2 separate regions of the Rattus norvegicus genome follow, and region 2 is linked to region 1. Evidence: chromatin contacts called from public Hi-C data. All regions are on one chromosome and are shown on one strand. The core of a region is the stretch at or near the end of the contact, and the rest is flanking DNA. Distances in the headings are between cores, read along the strand shown.

Region 1 (3,879 bases), core at 298-2,797:
ACACCTCCTACTCCTTAGTGTGGAGTTGAATCCTAATTTTGAGTCTTTGCTGTTAGTGGTGCCAGAGCTCTCTAAGGCAGCGAGTGGGTATGGGCTAGGCCACTAGGCTGGGTTCACTGAGCAGGGAGCACTAAGCACTCGCTACTCTGTGGACATCTCTCCTGTCATGCCACGGTCCTGGTCTGGCCAGCCTGTGTTCTGACACACTCTGGGTAGCTTACACCTCCGGATCCTTCCCACATTTTCTCCCAGCTGCCACAGAGCAGGAGGCAGGAAGAGGATTCCCATAGAGGACGACAGGGAGCTCCCTCTGCAGGGTTCCTGGTTTTCTTTGACCCCAGAGTGTGCAATCTGACCACGTTGGCAAGGAGAAAGAAGATAATCCCGAGGGCTGCAAAGCCAGTTTTGGATCAGCACTCTGGAGATGGCGCCACCAAGGCACAGGGGCTGGCCGGCGTCCTCCGTGGCGCTTGCTCTGGGCTGGCAGTGTCCTTTTGAGGTACAGGCCACCAAGTGGGGCAAGCACCTTCACTGTGTCTTCTCTTGGCAGAAGGAGTCAGTATGATTTGAGCCATGCCTTTTAAGGGCTCGGAACCAGCTTATCAAAAGAGTCATCTTGGGGGCAGTGCAGGAATATTCTGACAAGGGATGGCTGGGTTGAGTTAATGAGAGCTAGTGATATAAACAGTTTAACCTAAACTCCTTGTGGGCTTTTCAGACTGTCATATTTCTGTAAAAGCAAGCAGTCAGAGCTAGGATACTTACTAGTAGAATAAGTCTCAGGATCTGCTGGGTCCTGGGCTCACCTGTAGCGTGACTCCTTCCTTTTGGTGCTGTGGACCTGGGGTGTGTAAGTTCAAGCAAGCGCTAAGAATGCTCAGATTGGCACATTAGTGAGGCCGCAGGGTGGTATGTGGTGGTGGTGGTGGGGATCAGAACTATGTTAATCTGAGCCACAGTGGAGTTCAGTGTGACCTCTTGGACATGGTCTCCCCGTTGTTCTGGCCATTGGCATTTATACTTTTGTTACCTGGAAACACAGAGCCTACGGTGGAGTTAAGCCTCCTTTCATATGGAGGTAACTTACACTTGTAACAGGAAAAAGAAAGACAACCCAATCCTTTCCCATAGACCTGTTTCAGATCATTTTACCTGTGTCTCCCTGTGTGCCGTGTGCATGCAGTGCCTGCAGAGGCCAGAAGGGGGTGTCAGATCCCCCTGCAACTGGAGTTATGGGTGGTTGTGAACCCTCCTGTGTGTGGGTGGGAATAGAACCTAAGTCCGTCCCCCACCCCCCACCCCCCACCCCCCCAGGTGAAGACCGAACTCAGGACCTTGTGGTTGCTAGGCAATCGCTCTACCACTGTGCTAAATCCCCAACCCCCCTAACTTCTGATTTTACTAAGACTTTTTTTTTCTCTGTAAGTTAGGTGTCACCTGGCAAAGTTGCCAGGAGTTTTGTTTGCCTGTCTCTGCCCTTGACTGACTCTTAGAGCCTGTTGGTGGAGGAACCACATGCAGGGTTTCTCAGCCGTCCTCACTGGCCTACCACATCCCAGCATTCCTTTCTAGTCTCCAAACAAGCCTGTTGGATTTCCGTTCTCTGGAACCTGGCCTTACCCACAGAGTTTCAAAAGTCATGGAGGCTGTGGCGGCATGAGATTTTACCACTAGACTCTGACTCTGTGGAAACTTCCAGTGTCCCTGGGCTGACCTGAGGTGGGAGAGGGAGGAGGATCCTGAGCCCTGGTAGTAAGTGCCCTTAGCTGATGGTCTGTGACCACTGATGACTCCAGGGTCTACCTCCAGATTGCACCAGTGAGATTCTTTTTTTTTTTTTTTTTTTTTTTTTGGTTCTTTTTTTCGGGAGCTGGGGACCGAACCCAGGGCCTTGCGCTTCCTAGGCAAGCGCTCTACCACTGAGCTAAATCCCCAACCCCTCCAGTGAGATTCTTAATCTGCTGGAATCTGGGGCAGCAGGTCTGGTTTGTTTTGTTTTGTTTTGTTTTTGAGCCTCTCTCTCTTTCTCTCTTCCTTCCTGGCTTCAGGCACTTTCTTATCTTTATTTTTCTCAGTTAATTTTCCTAATCTTCAGCATGATTACTTTGTAGTGCTTGATTAGGGGAGCTTTGCAGGCTGGTAAAAGTGAGTGTTAGATGATGTAAGGGGACAAAGACCATAGTTCAGGGCCATGCTAGTCAAAAAACGGAGGCCTTGAGTTGACATGTTCTTAAAAAAACTCCTGTCTCCAGGGCAACCTGGGCTGACCTTTGCCCACGCTCTGCCTCCCCAGCCACCTCACTCTTTTCCTAGTTGCCTGGGCAGATTAGCCACATTTGTGTGTGCCTGGCCTCTCTCTTACTTCATGCACCCGAAAAAAAAAAAGAGAGAGAGAGAGAGAACCAATTAAAACCAGCGATGAATTGTGTCACCATTCAGAAATGAATGACATCGCTATTGACTTCCTTTGAAAACGCTTCAACCTGTGATGTCTAAGGCTGAGTGTAATCTGTTATACATTTAGGGTTGGGACCTAAGACTAGGGCACTCCTGAAGAGCCGGGCCACCTCCAAGTTTGTTTTCTGGCTCCAAACAAACGAGTGGCTGTTTGCCGATTGGCACACGACCTGGTTTTAAAAGCACAACCATATAGGGTATTGGCGGAGTGGTGACTGGGGCTTTAAAGAGTGAGGTCATGGAAGGCTCAGATGAAGCTCTTCCAATGTGTATCACAACTTCAATTAATCTTATTAACATGTTAGGCCTGAGCCTGCTTTCACGGCCCGGGTGTGCCAGGGTATTTACGGGGCATGCTTTGAAGGGCTTTTGGTTTTTGATGCAGACGGATAGCAGAAGCATATAAACCATTGCGTTTGATACTGTAAAGCCCTCATATGCCTCTGCAGATTTATTAGGTTTTGGGAACTGAGCAAGAACACCACACTGGTCGATAAGACACGCAAGAGGCTAGATAGATTGCAAATGCAAACTTGAGGCCAGACTTCAGGACTGGGTCTGTTGTATAGGATAAGGGCCTGCCTCTCTTGTTCAGGACCCAGCTAGTTTGAACGCAGCATTCCCCCAGTAGAAGATTCAAAGACACAGTAGGGTGGCTGGGAAACCTTAGAAGGTGCCTTGGGCCCTGAACCTGGATATGTGTGATGCGAGCTGCACCCCTGGGCTGCTGTGGTGGGGATGGCTGTCTGTGTGGGGTGGGCCATGAGCTGAGGAGCAGGGGACTTGGCTTGCAGACTGCTGGGGACCAGCAGGTGGCACTGGCAAAGGGTGGTGACAGGCTGGGGTTGTGTTGATGTTCTGAGCACACTGTGTTTAAGAAGAGACTGCTGCAGACCCCAGCCTTAGACAGTAGTTGTTTTATTTTTGTGGTCTGTTTAAATTTAAATTTCGTTTGTTTGTTTGTTTTTTCAAAACAGGATTTCTCTCTGTAGCCCTGGCTATCCTGGAACTCAGATCGGTAGAGCAGGCTGTCCTGGAGCTCAAGAGATCTGCCTGCCTCTGCCTCCTGAGTGCTTGGATTTAAGGCCTGTGCCGCCTCTTTTTTTTTTTTTTTTTAATGAATAGTTTAAACTACCCACCTTTGTCCTCTGGTGTCATTTTGATTGTTTATGAGTAGCCTCAGGAACAAAGGAGGCTTCAAATGACCAAGTTTGACTGTTGTATTTTATTTTAGGTGTACTAGTTACAACCCCCCCCCCACCCCTCCCAGAGTACAGATGAAGTGAATTGTTGATGGGACACTAGTACTGTAACAAACCAGCATCATCAGACTAAAGGCGGTGAAGGGCAAGTTGGAAGCCAGCTACATGATGAAGGGGGGAAAAGTCTGTTCCTGCTTAATTCACTTATTGGGTCACAATT
Region 2 (4,169 bases), core at 1,579-4,078, 87 kb before region 1:
CTGATCTCCAGCACCCTCCCTCCCTCACACAAATACACATACATGTACATGTGCACACAGAGATAACTGCACACATTCAACATAAAACAAGCACATACATATATAGCACATCGCATACACACAGGAGCACATTTACCATTCACACAAACATGTGCACACATATATACTACATCTCTCACACACATATACACAGACATACACACACATATATACTTCATCACACACATGTGCACACACACAAACATGTGTATACATATACACTCCATCACACATGTGCATGAACACAAATGTGCATACATATATACTACATCTCTCACACACATATACACAGACATGTACACACATATACACTTCAACATACATACATACATACATACATACACATACATAGACGTATACACATATATACTACATCTCTCTGATATATACATATACACAGATATGCATATGCATTCCATCACACATACATGCACACACACAAATGCGCACAAGTATATACCACATCTCTCATACACACACATATACACAGACATGCAGTCATATATATACATGGCATCCTACACACAGACACATGCACACACACTAATGATCTAGAGCTAGAGCTTGTCTACTTCTCCAATTCTGATTTATACCATTGCATGCTCCATCATCATGTACCCGCTGCCCCTGGCCTGTCCCTTACATATGCAGGTCCTTTACTTTTCGGTCACCTAGAATAGTCTCCCCAAATCCTTTCAGCACTCAGTCCTCGATTTCAGTCTCAGTTCAAATATCACCTTCTCAGCGAGGCCTTCCCTGACTACCCAAGCTAAAGCAACCGCTATTCCTTCTCTCCCCAGGCACTGGCCTGGGCCATTTTCTTCATATCTGTTGTGATCGTCTGGGCTGGCCTAACCCTCCATCTACAGTGTATTTCCATCACGGAAGAGGCTGGGCCTGGTTTTTTTCCCTGCAGTCCCCATCCCAGCCTGGCACAATGGCTTCTGGAAATTGTGCTGAGCAGCTGAACCCTGCCTTCAGTGTTCACTGTTTCTTTATGTATCTGACTTCTGTGGAATTTGATCACTGCTTTAGAGTTTTGGTTATCAATACACAGTATCCTGAATGCTAGACTTTGTCTCATATGCCCTCAATCTGATATAACAGTTTCAGTTCTCAACTGATAAACAATATTTGCTATTTGGCAAGGAAGAATATGCAATTTCCAAAGCAAACAGCAGAAGGGCCCTGACTCTTGCTACCAATTAGCCTAACTTTATTGGAGTAAGCGCTGATTTCCTTTCTGCATCCTCTTGGAGTCAGTAAATACTGCTCGCCCAGGACATTTTTTTTTTTGACAGTGCAAACATGGATTTCATAAGGAAAAAATGAGAAAGAACTCTGAGGAGTAGGAGAGACCCCCATGGGAGAAACATTTTCTCCATTACATACCTGTATATATTGTCTTTTCCAAGGGAGAAACATCCTTTAACTCTTGATTTTTTTTCTGCATATTTTGGTGAGCCCAGGTTAGACCCTGCATAAGGAAGTAGCTTGTAAAGAAAAACAAACTGTTCTGGGAGCCAGAAGCAAGAGGTTGGTGCATAACTGAAAAAACATTATCTAGCTTTGGAGTTGGAGTGTAGCTCAGTGGTTCCTGCTTGGCTCTAGCTGCATTCTTGGGATTAGAATGTGCCTGGGAACGTACTTGTCTTTTTGCCCCAATAATTGACATCCAAAGGTCGGAAGTGTTTTGGAGATGGAACGTACTTACTAGAAAGATTTTTTTTTTTGTTACTATAGCAATGTACTTGAAGCAGACAACTGTATGGAGAATGGAGAGCTATTTAACCTACGGCTTTGGATCCTGAAGGCACAAACCGGCTGTGGTGACAGTCCCCTTGACTTCGTCACATTATGGTAGAAATGTGTGTGTATCTCAGTGTCTGACTGATAATACACCTCCCAAGAGGCCATCAGGATCGGCCAGAAGGACCTTATCTAATTTAATCACTTCCCAAAGGCCTCACCTCTGAACTCAGTAGGTATGGGTTACATTTCCTTGTTTATACTATTAACCTATGATTTCGAAGATTAAATTCACCCCTCCACTATGGGCGCGGGGAGGGGGGCCATCCTGGAACTCCATATCCAGAATATAGATGAAGAAAACGTTTCTAGGAATGTTCAGCATCCTAGACATTCCTGCCTTTTCCTCTAAGGAATGTGAACCATCTTGCTTTACATTTTTGTGTTTTGCCATTTAATCCATTTGCACGGCCCTGTTGCAAAGCATCCGAGGAACACGGTCCAAAACAAAACTCACTGGAAGCAAGGCCGTGGACTTAAAACTCACGGTCCAGTAGAACCTGCTACCTAGCAGGCACCCAATAAATCAGACTTGCGGGGTCCTGAAAGGGTCCCGAAGGACCCAGAGCCCCACCGATGGCTCAGTCACGACGCTGATTGCTATAATTAGCAAAAGCAAAAGCACAGGTGGAAAGGGGGCCAAGTCAGCAATGAATGCATTCTCAATCAGCCACGTTGGGAGTTCTAAAAACGAATATGAATAACACTGCTGGCTTTTCTCAGGCAGAGGCAAGGAGAGCATTGGCTAATGTGTGTGAAAAGCTCAAGATGATAAAGTCCAGGGTTGGTCGTAGTGGCCCACACCTTTAATTCCACCACTTAGGAGGCCAGAGGCGGGCCAGCCTAGTCTACTCAATGAGTTCCAGGATAGCCAGAGCTACATAGTGAGACCAAGGCTCAAAAACAAGTAAGTACAGTTAGATCCCGTGAACCGGCTCAGCTGGTTAGGGTGCTTGCCGGCAAGTCTAACAATGATTCAGTACTTAGGACCGGCATGGTGCAAGGAGCGACTAGAATTCCCACAGGATCGTCCTCTGACCTCCACTCTAACACTGTTTTGTGTACACAAAAACATACACATAAAATAAACAAACGCATACATAAATGCAGTGTTAAAGTGTTTTTTAAAGATAAAGCCTAGATAAATACTCATGTACGTATTCAGCGTCTGAAACGGAAGTTGCAATGCATGCTGGTTCCTGTCTCCGATGGGGTCGTGTTTCTAAACTCCTGATAGCAGAGACCGTGTTTATCGCGTTGCCAGGTGGGGACCGAGGGCTAAAGGCAGTTGTCGAGTGCTTAGGTCCACATTAAACTGTGCCCCAGCTTCGTAGTAGGCGTGGCTGTGACACAGGCTGGCTGTGACACAGGCGGAGGTCGGGATAATTGATTCTCTCCCCACCGCCAAAGGGGCAAGGCAGCAGCTGGGCTTGCAACTGTTGGGCAGATGGATTTCAAAGAGGCCTGGAGAGAGGAGACCTGTTGTAGAAGCACAACTCAGAGACAGACGCCTGGTGACGTCAGTAATTCCCCGCAGGCGGAACCTGAGTGACATCTGACTTGAACCTTAGAGAGTGATTCTTGGTTCTGCCTTTATCAGCTTGGGGCTGGATAAGAGCAGATATAGAGATGTGGCCAGAAGGTGCTGCCAGTGACCTCAAGCCACCACTTCCTGTATGGAGAGGCAGGACTCAACCATCCCTAACTCTGCATGACATCCCTCGGCCTCCCTTTCTTTGTGGCCAGGTAACTGGCCTTTACTCTCTATGTCCCCCATGCCCAGGGATCACTTCACACACTGAGCAGAGTAATGGCATCCCCACGCTGTAACAGGAACTGATCCTTGACCCTACTCCCCTCTCCCCTCCCCCTCCTCAGTGACTGCTCAGGCCTATACGGCCACCTCCTACCCAGTAGGCTTTGAGACTACTCCGAAATAGTTAACAAGCCCTGCACATTACCCAGCCTCTGGTCTTGCAGCTGTGAAATAACATTCCTGGACAGGGTCTCAGTCATTTTCTAGAGCAGATTATCTAAGACAAGATAACTTTCTAAAGAAAAGAAGTTTAATTCTTGGATTGACAAGATGAGGGTCTCTCTATGTAGTTAGTCCTGGCTGTTTTGGAATTCACTATGTAGACCAGGCTGGCCTCAAACTCACGAGATCCACCTGCCTCTGCCTCCTAAGTGCTGAAAGGACAACCCTGGGTATCCATACTTGTCATGGGTGTCAGGCTGTGTTGCACAATAGAAAGCTGAAGGGTGTGCGTATAACATCCCAAGCTCCTTCAGGACCACTCCCAACACTGCCACTATGAGGA

What was found. Hi-C and Micro-C count contacts between places; a contact is called where the count stands out from the background.
Region 2: a contact with region 1 is called in a Hi-C map of liver, with 3 times the contacts expected there. The contact joins two enhancer-like sites. A contact is called at or near these places in 8 of 12 Hi-C or Micro-C datasets (the Rat2 cell line, frontal cortex, hepatocytes and 4 more).

The regions. Positions count from the first base shown.
Region 1 is chr7:58,836,564-58,840,442 of GRCr8, reverse strand. The region is part of intron 1 of Rassf3 (Ras association domain family member 3); the gene reads left to right. Among named protein-coding and RNA genes, the nearest start is that of Rassf3, 48 kb to the left of the region's middle. Within about 2 kb of position 1,547, at least 10 of the 93 cell types and tissues checked have an H3K27ac peak or open chromatin away from gene starts, as enhancers often do. A contact at or near this core is called in liver, where this site is marked.
Region 2 is chr7:58,924,445-58,928,613 of GRCr8, reverse strand. No RefSeq gene overlaps it. Among named protein-coding and RNA genes, the nearest start is that of Rassf3, 41 kb to the right of the region's middle. Within about 2 kb of position 2,828, at least 5 of the 93 cell types and tissues checked have an H3K27ac peak or open chromatin away from gene starts, as enhancers often do. A contact at or near this core is called in liver, where this site is marked.